2 separate regions of the Callithrix jacchus genome follow, and region 2 is linked to region 1. The links are chromatin contacts, called in public Hi-C maps. All regions are on one chromosome and are shown on one strand. Each heading gives the region's core, a stretch centred on a gene start, on an enhancer-like site or on the middle of the called end of the contact. The rest is flanking DNA. Distances are from core to core; before and after follow the strand shown. Region 1 holds the start of PPP1R12B (protein phosphatase 1 regulatory subunit 12B). Region 2 overlaps PPP1R12B (protein phosphatase 1 regulatory subunit 12B).

Region 1 (6,023 bases), core at 1,674-4,173:
GTCAGGATCACCTGAGGTTAGGATCACCTGAGTTCAGGAGTTGGTCAGAGCCTGGTTAACAAGGTGAAACCCCGTCTCTATTAAGAATACAAAAATTAGCTGGTTGTGGTAGCACACACCTGCAATCCCAGCTACTCAGGAGCCTGAGGCAGGAGAATCACTTGAACCTGGGAAGTGGAGGTTGCAGTGAGCTGAGATCACACCACTGCACTTCAGCCTGGGGGACAGAGTAAGACTTCATCTCAAAAATAAATAAATTAATTAAAATATTACTGAATGTGAAGAGTATATAATTGAGAGATGTTGCGCTTCATGACCTGGGGTGATAGTAAGAGAGAAAGAAAGGAACCAAGGAGGTTAGTCTTGAAAGAAGGTCTCAGAAAAATGGTTACCTGGTATGGAAGGGAGATCTACCATGAGTGCTCTCAAAGAAGGTGCTTTTCTCACAGTGATGTTAAAATGTGCATGGTAAGAACCAAACTCAACCAACTAGCAGCGTTACCTTAAAAGAAACAAGGCTAGAGAGTTACACTAAGAAAACCATGCTTTGATAGAAGAGTGATTCAAAAAAGGAACACATGGACTAGAAAGCTGGATTGTATTTCTTTATCCTCTATAAACCCATGAAATGATTTCTTCCGGAATCCAGATCTCGATCGCCTTTATATTCCAAATACATCTGAAAAATAAGAATTCAGCTGGTGCAGTGGCTCACGCCTGTAATCTCAGCACTTTGGGAGGCCAAGGTGGGCGGATCGCCTGGGGTCAAGAGTTCAAGACCAGCCTAGCTAACATGGTAAAACCCTCTTTCTAATAAAATAACAAAAATTAGCCGGGAGTGGTGGCAGGTGCCTGTAATCCCAGCTACTCGGGAAGCTGAGGCAGGAGAATCGCTTGAACCAGGAAGTCAGAGGTTGCAGCGAGCCAAGATCGCGCCATTGTACTCCAGCCTGGGAAATAGAGTGAGACTCCATCCCAAAAAATAAAAAGAAAATAATTCACCTTCCCAAAGAGTTCAGAAATTTAAGGTTTAAAATTTAACGTGGTTCTCTTAGATTTTATCTTATTTTACATTCAGCTCTTTATTAAGTGGGACATAAAGCTCTGGTGATTTAGATCTGAAAAATCCATGCTTGTGGACCACTTCTTTACTTTCTAACTTTGCACAAATAATTTTCCTGAGCTTCAGTTTCCGCATCTGTAAAATGAGAATAACAACACTACCTGCCACACCTACTTCAAAGGATCACTGCTGAGATTCGTAAGAACATGTGAATTCAAACAGCAAAGCACTCTACAAATATTGGTTGCTACCTTAGGTGGTGAAATATTCTGAGCAGAAAAAAAGATGAATACAAAATAGGGTGAAAAAGTTTCTTCTACCTGAGACAGAAGTGTGTGTGTGTGTGTACATATATATGTATATATATATGTACATATATATATATGTACACACACAGTGAGAAGTAACTTTAAGCTACTGACTAAATATATTTAGGAAAGAGGTCTGAGATAAAGTTATTATTTAAAAGGGGATTCTCATGCCAACATCCACTTTGCACAGACGGCAGAAGAAGAAAAATAAGAAAGATTAAGAGTGGGTGTCTGGCTCTCAGCTCACCAAAATAACTGATGAACTTCCATTCGAGGAGAAAGGGTGTCCTTAGTCATGACAGTCAGTAGATAGAGAATACTGTTGCATTAGGTGATAGAAGTAAAGGTGTTACCAAACACAGATCATCCACAATCTATACAGTAAAGCTATGTATAGGGCATGGGATTTCTATAGAGCACTTTAGAAAAAAATGAATAGAAAGGCTATTCCATAAGTATCAAACAGAAGTAATTCAATAACTTAGTTCTCCACAGGACGCTCTCAGGGAGGTAGCACTGCTGAGAAGAAAGTTAAGATACCTGTAACAACGAGGTCGGGTGTTCTAGGAGCTATAGCTTAGAGGCGACACAAACTGTTTTGAAGTACTACAAATCAACAAAACAAAGAGTAGTTTGAGATCTGATTGTCTTTACCCAGTATAAGGCTTTACTCTAAGTGATCTAAGATATTCTATAATGGGGACACACAACAAAACAGAATTTTCTGAAAGGGCATCAGACCGATGACACTGTGCCTATGAATGACACGGTGTGCAAGCACGCCAACCAGACATAAGTGAAGATAACTAATCTATAGGGATAGAAGCAGGGACAAGATCATCGGTAACCATGACAACACAAGTAGGTGGAGGGAAATACAAACACTGACCAGGCAGCGGGGTGACACTATTCCTAAAGGTAGAGAACCTGGTGTCGGAAAAAGACTTGATTAGTGGAGGAAGCTGGCCAAGATGAAACCGACTAGCCCAAAAGGGTAGTGTCCGTGCAGGAAGACTCGGCGGCAACACTGATACTCCCCAAGAGACAGCTCGCAGAGTCAAAGGCTCATCCGTAGGAGACTGGACGCCTCTAAGACCGAGAAAGGAGTTACCTGGTGCAGGGCTGTCAAGCCGTCCACGTTGACAGTGTTGATATCGGCACCTCTTGCCAGAAGCTTTTTCACCTCGTCGGTGTCCCCGCTAGAACAGGCGGCCAGGAAGACAGCACCGTCTTCGAAGCGGACCCTGGGGCTCCCGCGCCTGGTCAGCGGCTGCCGCCCCGTGCCTCTTCGCTCCGCAGGCTCCTGCTCTGTCAGTGAGCCCCGCCAGCGCCGAAGCTGCTCTGCCCGCCGCATTCGCGCCGACTCTGCCCGTTTCCCTCCTATATGCTCCAGCTCCGCCATTGCTGAGGCTTCGGCAGCTGCTGCCAAAACTACCAACACTAAATTACTGCTGAGGCTTGGGTTGCCGCTGCCACCTCCCTCAGAGCGCTTCAGCCGGGAGCAGAGGGCGGAGACCCACGCGCCGCCATCTTTACTCCTCCCGCCACTAGCACCGCCCGCACGCTCCCTAGGCTTCAATACGCAGGCCCTGCCCGGGCTCGGGTCATCACGGGACTTGTAGTAAAGAGGCCTGCCCTAAGGGCACTTGATGGCGGTAAGGGAACTACAAATCCCTGGATGCATCAGAAAAGAGGCGAGGACCGGCGGCTCTCTCTTTAGCCACCGGACCCAGCGGGGTCACCTTTGCCCTAAAGCTGGAACTGTCTCCTGGATTGGCATCTGCCTCTTCCTTTGGGCATTTTGGGAGTTGTAGTTTTTCTTGTTACGACTAGTAACTAATCTTAGCTCCCTAATTTTCTCATCAATCCTTTGGAGTGGAAAAGGGGCGGTAATTATGCCTATTTCCTGAAGGGGAGAACTAAACATTAAGTTCCTAAATGACTGGAATCTATGTCCTAGTTCTAATTCTAGAGTTTTGTTAACATTAATCACAGTAAATGTGAATGTGTGTGGGGAGGAGGAGCATACGTACACAGTATTACATGTTTTCCATAAATACTGTCAGCATGGACACTTATTTTAGGCCCAGAAAAGATCTTGAAAACGATGCATTCAGAAGTAGTGAAAAGAGCTTAAGCTTTGAATTTAAATTGAATTCACAGCCGTAGACAAATTACTTGACTTCTCTGAGCCAGTTTTCTTATGTGTAAATGAGAATAATATCTCACAGGGTAGTCGTGTGGATCAAATGAAATAAAACATGCAAGGATGCCTAGTACTATCTTTGGCACATATTGGATCCCAATAAATAATTTCTCTTATCTCTCCCTCCACCTCTTCTAATCTTTTCATATATCTTAAATTCCTACAAGACAGATGTCTTGTCTTCCATGATTTTTATTAAATTTATTTTCTTTTGAGATAGTCTCAGTCTCACTCAGGCTGAGTGCAATGGCACATCATGGCTCACTGCAGACTCAACCTCCTGAGCTCAATCGATCCTCCCACCTCAGCCTTCTGAGTAGCTAGGACTACAGGCGCCCACCCCCACACCCATTATTTTTTAATTTTTTTGTAGAGTTAGGGTCTCACCATGTTGCCCAGGCTGGTCTGGAACTCCTGGACACAAGCAATCCTCCTGCCTCAACCTCTCAAAGTGGTGGGATTACAGCCCTAAGCCACTGTACCTGGCCCATGATATTTTTTTCAAAGCTAGAGAAAGATACTATCAAACATACTAAATTCCTAAGGTAGCAAATAGGACATTTTTATATTCACCAAGACTGGGTTATAAAACATATATCTGTCTGGTTATTTTGTTTAAGACAGGGTCTTACTCTGTCACCCAGGGTGGCGGGCAGTGGCATGCTCATGGATCACTGCAGCCTCAACTTCACAGGCTCAAGCCATCCTCCCACCTCAGCCCCCAAGTAGCTGGCTGAGACTATAGGCCTGTGCCACTACACCTGGCTAACTTTTGTATTTTTTGTAGAGACAGTTTTGCCATGTTGCCCAGGATAGTCATGAGCTCCTGGGCTCAAGAGATCTACCCACCTCAGTCTCCCAAAGTGTTGGGATTATAGGCATGAGCCACTGCATCCAGCCAGTCGGACTGATTTAATAACCATAACCTCCAGTGCTCTAGCCCTGAACATAGTATAATTAAATATGTTACCCATAATGAAAGAGTACATATACAATTATTATTTAAACTTTTCTGTATGTTTAAAATTTTTCATTAAAAAATGTTGCAAAATGATTGGGGTATTGTAAAGGGGAACTTTATTATATTCTGTCATGTGAAAGTTTGCCTGTTCCTCAATTTCCCCAATTTCCCCTGAAATGAAGTGTAAATCACATATTAAGGAAACAATTAATTATTAAATTGAAAGCCTCAAATGAAAAGTTACATATAAATGTAAAAATTATGTTTAATAATATTGTGTTGGCTGGGCGTGGTGGCTCACGCCTGTAATCTCAGCACTTTGGGAGGCTGTGGTGGGCAGATCATGATGTCAGGAGATCAAGACCATCCTGGCCAAGATGGTGAAAATCCATCCCTGCTAAAATACAGAAAACAAAATTAGCTGGGCATGGTGGCAAATGCTTGTAGTTCCACTTACTTGGGAGGCTGAGGCAGGGAAATCGCGTGAACCCAGGAAGTGGAGGTTGCAGCGAGACAAGATTGTGCCACTGCACTCCAGCGTGGCAAAAGAGCGAGACTCTGTATCAATAAAATAATAATAATAATAATACTGTGTCTACCTGCCATATGATTTAGTTGGGTATTCTTAAATACATTATAAATACTAATTAAGCCTCATGTCACATCTGTGTACTATGAATAACAATGTACACAAAGATAATCAAGGTATAATAATGTATATATTATGTAACCTCATTTTCCTTACTACATGTATTTATTCATGGTTACCATAGAACTTGTCATGTCTCATTATTTACTGCAATTAAAAATTTTTGGCCAGACGTGGTGGCTTATGCCTGTAATCCCAGCACTTTGGGAGGCCAAAGTGGGCAGATCACTTGAGGTCAGGAGTTCGAGACCAGCCTGGCCAACATGGTGAAACCCCATCTCTACTAAAAATACAAAAATTAGCTGGGCGTAGTGGTGGGTGCCTGTAATCTCAACTACACGGGAGGCTGAGTCAGGACAATTGCTTGAGCCCAGGAGGCAGAGACTGCAATGAGCAAAGATCATGCCACTGCATTTCAGCCTGACACAGCAAAACTCTGCCTTAAAAAAAAAAAAAAAAAAAAAATATATATATATATATATATATATCATGAGAGTTACTTTGTAACATGTCACAATGGGACCTCCTCTTATTCCAATTCAGCCTCTTGCTGATAATTAATACTGCCCACAAGCTCCCAAATAGAACTCTCCCTTAAGAATAAAATAAAAGGCCAGGCATGGTGGCTCATGCCTATAATCCCAGCACTTTGGGAGGCTGAGGCGGGTGGATCACAAGGTCAAGAGATCGAGACCATGCTGGTCAACAAGGTGAAACCCCGTCTTTACTAAAAATACAAAAATTAGCTGGGCGTGGTGGTGCGCGCCTGTAGTCCCAGCTACTCAGGACGCCGAGGCAGGGGAATTGCTTGAACCCAGAAGGCGGAGGTGGCG
Region 2 (6,023 bases), core at 1,523-4,022, 100 kb before region 1:
ATTTGTATTGTATCATATAGATGATATAACTTTTATACTTACTACATGTCCATATACACTCACATGGGACCTGATGGCTTCACTGCTGAATTTTACCAAACACTTAAAGAAGAATTAGTACCAATCTTACTCAAACTATTCTGAAAAACAGAAAAGAAAGGAATACTTCCAATCTCATCCGGTAAGGCCAGCATTACCTTGATACCAATCAAAGACACATCAAAAAAAAGAAAACTATAGCCAACATCAGCAAACCAAGTTCAACAACACATTACAAAGATAATTCAACATGACCAAGTGGGATTTATCCCAGGGATGCAAGGATGCTTCAAAGATATACAAATCTATCAATGTGATACAGCATATTGACAGAATGAAGGATTTAAAACCTTATGATCATTTCAATTGATGCTGAAATAGCATTTGATAACATTCAGCACTCTTTCATGATAAAAACCCTCAAAAAACTGGGTATAGAAGGAACACATTTCCACACATTAAATGCCACATATGACAAACCCATAGCTATTATCATACTGAATGGGGAAAAACTGAAAGCCTTTCCTCTAAGATATGAAACAAGACAAGGATGTCCACTTTCAACCACTGTTATTCAATATATTGCTGGAAGTCCTACCTAGAGCAATCAGACAAAATAAAGTAATAGGCCGAGCACAGTGGCTCATGCCTGTAATCCTAGCATTTTGGAAGGCCGAGGTGGGAAAATGGATTGAGCCCAGGAGTTTGAGACCAGCTTGGGCAACACAGTGAAATCCCATCTCTATCTAAAAAAAAAAAAGAGAGAGAGAGAAAATAATAAGTGACACCCAAATTGGAAAGGAAGAAGTCAAATTACCCTTGTTTGCAGATGATATCATGTTACATTTGGAAAAACCTAAAGACTTGACCAAAAAACGATTAGAACTGAAAAATTCAGTAAAGTTGCAAAATTCAAAATCAACACACAAAAGTCAGTAGCATTTTTATCTGCCAACAGTGAACAACCTGAAAAAGAAATCAAGAAAGTAAACCCATTTACAATAGTTACAAATAAAACAAAATACCTAGGAATTAATCAAAGAACTAAAAGATCTTTACAATAAAAACTACAAAACACTGACATAAGAAACTAAACAGCACACAAAAAAAGGACATTCCATGTTCATGGACTGGAAGAATCAATATTGTTAAAATGTCCATACTACCCAAAGCAATCTACAGATTAAATGCAATCCCTATCAAAATACCAACAATATTCTTCACAGAAATAGAGAAAATAATCCTAAAATTCATATGGAACCACAGAAGACTCAGAATAGTGAAGCCGCCCTAAGCAAAAAGAACAAAAGAATAACATTACCTGACTTCAAATTATACTACAAAGCTATTATAACCAAAGCAACATAGTACTGACATAAAAACAGACACATAGACCAATGGAACAGAGTAAAGAAATCAGAAATAAATCCATACATCTACAGTGAATTCATTTTTGACAAAGGTGCCAAGAACATACATTGGAAAAAAGACAATCTCTTAATACACACAAAATATTAAAGTGCCTTCCTTTGGATATTCAAAATAATATGAAGTCAAACTGAAATCTAAATTTTGGTAAGATTTCACCTGGTCTAATCTTTTTTTTTTTTTTTTTTTTTGAGATGGAGTTTCGCTTACCCAGGCCGGAGTGCAATGGTGTAATCCCGGCTCACTGCAACCTCCGCCTCCTGGGTTCGGGAAATTCTCCTGCCTCAGCTTCCTGAGTAGCTGGGACTACAGGCACACGCCACCATGCCCAGCTAATTTTTTATATTTTTAGTAGAGATGGGGTTTCACCATGTTGACCAGGATGGTCTTGATCTCTTGACCTCATGATCCACCTGCCTCGGCCTCCCAAAGTGCTGGGATTACAGGCTTGAGCCACTGCGCCCGGCCTCACCTAGTCTAATCTTAACAAGGGATAACTATAGCCTTAGTTTTTAAGTACATTTGACACTTCCAAATGGAGTACATTCTATTTTTTAATACTTCCTCAAGTAGGAGAAAAGAGCCCATTGTTGCTTGGTCACATTTTCCAAGGTTTCTCTTAACCCTGACAATCAAAAAGTTTTTCATAGCTTCCACCTTACATCTCTTTTATGTCAATTCACAATGTTCTCTCATACCTCCTCTCTAAAGAAATTACAGAATAACTAGTCACTATTCTTTTACCATATCATCACATACTATTCATTTCCTTTTCTGGTATTCCACTCAAATTAATCAAAACTTTATATCCTTCTATTTCCTTGAGCCTTGTGTCATACTGTTACCTTTCTTTGCTGCCAGAGAAATCAACATAGACTATCCATAACAAAACAAAAGACCCTTCTCTGTGCTTCACAGGTTCTCCATTACAAAATGGAGAAATAATGCCTAACAACTGTTTCTATCACAAGACAAACAAAAAAAGATATGCCTAAATCCATAGCGGCATAAGTGTCTATGTAAATAATCAGAAACAATTGAGGTCTCCACCAAAAACCAATTGCTCAGAGGCAAAAGACAGAACATAATATAAATATATATTTTCATAAATGTATTTGAAATTGGGAAAAACACTTTATGCCCATTCCTTTATCTTCTACCTCAAAGCAGAGCCCCACAAATGAAATCAGTAACCCAACATACCTCCTCTTCTCCCTGGCTTCCACAGAGGAGTCTGTTCCAGTAATGGAGAGCACAGGAGTAGTTGTAACCCCATTGGCAGTGCTTGGTAGAGGGTGATTGGTGATCACACAAAGCGGGGTGCTAGAAGAGACATTGTCTGCTGTTTTCTCTGCTGTGGAGTCAGCCTGGGATTTGTGAGGAATCCTGAAATCAAAAAAGATACAAGCAGAAAGGAAATGGTAAGTCATGCTATACAACAAAGCACTGGCACAGAGACAGGATTAAAGAGAGGTTCGGATAGGAAATCTTGCTCTGATTTTGTTTTTTGGTTTTTAAATTTTGAGCTCTTACAGCTTGGAATAGCATAATTACACATTTAGTCTGACATCCTTTGCCTGAGGAGTTACATTTTATGAGACTTGTATGTGTACGTGTGTGCCTGAGATTTTATTTTAACAAAAATCATTAGCTATGACACAAGGCGAGATAGTGACATATGCAAGAGTGCTTTAAATGACTCCCCAGTAGCGTCTGGTCTCCACACATGCACACGAAGACAGGGCCTCTCTACACAAGAAAAAGACACTGAAGTCACTTACGATATTAGTCTCCACCTGTTCCTTAATTCTTGGCAGTGGGAGCCTTTGTGGTAGTCCTCAGCCTAGATTTGATGACCATCTTCTTGAATTATCCAGAGACAACTGATACTCTAAAACCTGGGTATGCTTAGTTCTCCCTCACCTAGTTTAGCAACTGTTCTTTCTTTCCATTTAACCAAATGCCTAATTGTCTAAATTCATAATTGCAAAAGTGAGAAATTGAAACAAAAACCAAATCGGATTCTGTAAGTAACCTTAACTACAGACTTTTCAACAGCAAGCTGTATAATTAAACTCATTTACATGAAAACAAGATCTTTATTTCTTAACAAAGAGTTGGGAGCAACCATTGGCTCTCCACCCAAAAAGCTATCATTTGTGATGTCACAGCTGTTGCTGGGGTAACAGAGATCCAAAATTGATATAGAGATGGAGAAAGCAATGAAAAGCACAAATATTAAAAATCTATTTTTTTCACCTACTCACAATTATTACCTGTGAAATGTTCATAGGTAGCTCTAAGCTTACTTCCAAATAATCACATTACAAGCTTGAAAAAAAATAATCAAAATATAAAAACCTAAATATGGTACCTAGATACAAATATAAAAACAGAATATTTTAAAAGATAGAGGTAGAATCTAAAAAACACAAGCTACTTCTACAGAAGCAATTAATAACTAAGAAAAAAGGTGAAATTTTATAGTCATTTTATTTTTTTAGTCATTTTTTAAATAAAAAAAGTGAAGGCAAAAAATTCCTCAGACTTACCAGATATGAGTCTATAGGAAGTACTGATAAGTTAGCTAGACACACAGCTATAAAAAATTACACTTGACCCAACCTTACCTGAAGTTCTTTTTAGGTTAATAACATATTTGGTCTCACTGTAATTTCTTATGCTGTTGAAATGCCCAGGATTTAATTTTATTAAATTACATAGTAAGACTTTTACTATTACTTTAATATGCTGTGTAATTTTATAAGTAGATTGTTAGAATAAGAACAGTCCTAGAGCAGAGATTAGAGGATATACAATGGAGTAGAATAAATATGGGCTTGGGAAATACTTGGGGCTACATGTAAGCTCATGTACCTTCTCTGATCTCTTCTTCATTGATAAAGTAGAGATAATGGCACCTTAAAATACAGGGTTCTTGTAATGATTAAAGAATGTCTGTAGAACACCTGAAATAATGCCTGGAATAAAAGATAAACTCAGCAGAAACAAACAGTGACAAAATAGGTAAGAGTTTTGAAATGGACAAATCTAGGTTCAAATCCTACCTCAGTTCCTCACTTAGCTGTGTGACCTTTGGCAAATGATTAACCTTTTGGTCTGAGTTTCCTCATCTATAAAATAATATTTCATATAATAGGGGGCTTATTATAAGACAATAAATGATATATGTATGAGTGAGACAACTAGTTGTCTAACCCATATCCATTGTCCATCTTCTTTATGAACTGAATGCCTATATTATTGAGGGCAGCAATATACCCAGTTAAAAATCCACACTTCTTGGCTGGGTGTGGTGGCTCACACCTATAATCCCAGCACTCTGGGAGGCCGAGGTGGGCGGGTCACCTGAGGTTGGGAGTTCGAGACCAGCCTAACCGACATGGAGAAACCCTGTCTCTACTAAAAATACAAAAAGTAGCTGGGATGGTGGCACGGGCCTGTAATCCCAGGTACTCAGGTGGCTGAGGCAGAAGAATCACTTGAACCTGAGAGGCAGAGGCTGCACTGAGCCAAGATCCGCCACTACACTCCAGCTTGGGCAACAAGAGTGAAACTCTGTCTTAAAAGTAAAAAAAAACACAAAACACAAAAACAAATAAAACCCATACTTCTCAGTCTCCTGGCCACTAGAGGTATCCAATGAGACATATGCAGGCAACTACTACTACTGGGAAATTTCTCAGTTCAGCAGCATTCTTTTATCTGCTTCCCCCTTTCCTTCTTCTTCCTTAGAGTAAAGCCATGATGGCTAGAGCTCCAGGAGTTATTCCGGACCATGGGGCAACCCATGGAAATGACAGCCATGATGCAAGACCTGTGGAGCAGAAGGAACCTGGATCCTTTAATGACTGTGGAGCTACTGAGCCAGCTCTGCATATTTCTGGATTTTCTTAAGTGCAAAAAAAAAAAAAAAACCCTTTAACTTATTTAAGCCACTACTATTTAGATTTATCATTACATGTGAGCAAACTAAACCCCAATATAATTTTTATATAATACCTAACCAAATGCCTGTCACATAATAGGGTCCAACAAATGGCAGCTGGAATTGTTTTCTCTCAGTTGCATCTTTTTTCCCCCAGAGTTTCACTCTGTCTTCCAGGCTGGAGTGCAGTGACGCAATCTCGGCTCACTGCAACCTCTGCCTCCCGGGTTCAAGCGATTCTCCTGCCTCAGCCTCCTGAGTAGCTGGGATTACAGGCACCTGCCATTGTGCCCGGCCAATTTTTTTGTATTTTTAATAGAGGCAGGGTTTCACCATATTAGCCAGACTGGTCTTGAACTCCTGACCTTGTGATCCACCCACCTTGGCCTCCCAAAGTGCTGGGATTACAGGCATGAGCCACCGTGTCCAGCCCAGTTGCAGCTCTTAATAGTTATAGTAATATATATATATATATAATTATGAGACTTGTTATAATATATATAATTATGAGACTTGTAATATATATAATTACATATATAATTACATATATAATAATATATATATGTCAAATATAATAGTAATATAATATAGTAACAATAATCTCTCT

The links. A called contact is a pair of places that touch in the nucleus more often than the background predicts.
Region 2: a contact with region 1 is called in a Hi-C map of skeletal muscle, with 3 times the contacts expected there. The contact joins the enhancer-like site here to the promoter of PPP1R12B in region 1. A contact is called at or near these places in 2 of 3 Hi-C or Micro-C datasets (induced pluripotent stem cells and skeletal muscle).

Annotation. Positions count from the first base shown.
Region 1 is chr19:29,374,776-29,380,798 of calJac240_pri, reverse strand. It overlaps PPP1R12B (protein phosphatase 1 regulatory subunit 12B), which reads right to left and starts at 2,923. Exons shown (of 23, transcript XR_013529815.1): 1 at 2,486-2,923.
Region 2 is chr19:29,474,245-29,480,267 of calJac240_pri, reverse strand. It overlaps PPP1R12B (protein phosphatase 1 regulatory subunit 12B), which reads right to left. Exons shown (of 23, transcript XR_013529815.1): 13 at 2,671-2,853. Among named protein-coding and RNA genes, the nearest start is that of PPP1R12B, 99 kb to the right of the region's middle. Within about 2 kb of position 2,772, at least 1 of the 16 cell types and tissues checked has an H3K27ac peak or open chromatin away from gene starts, as enhancers often do. A contact at or near this core is called in skeletal muscle, where this site is marked.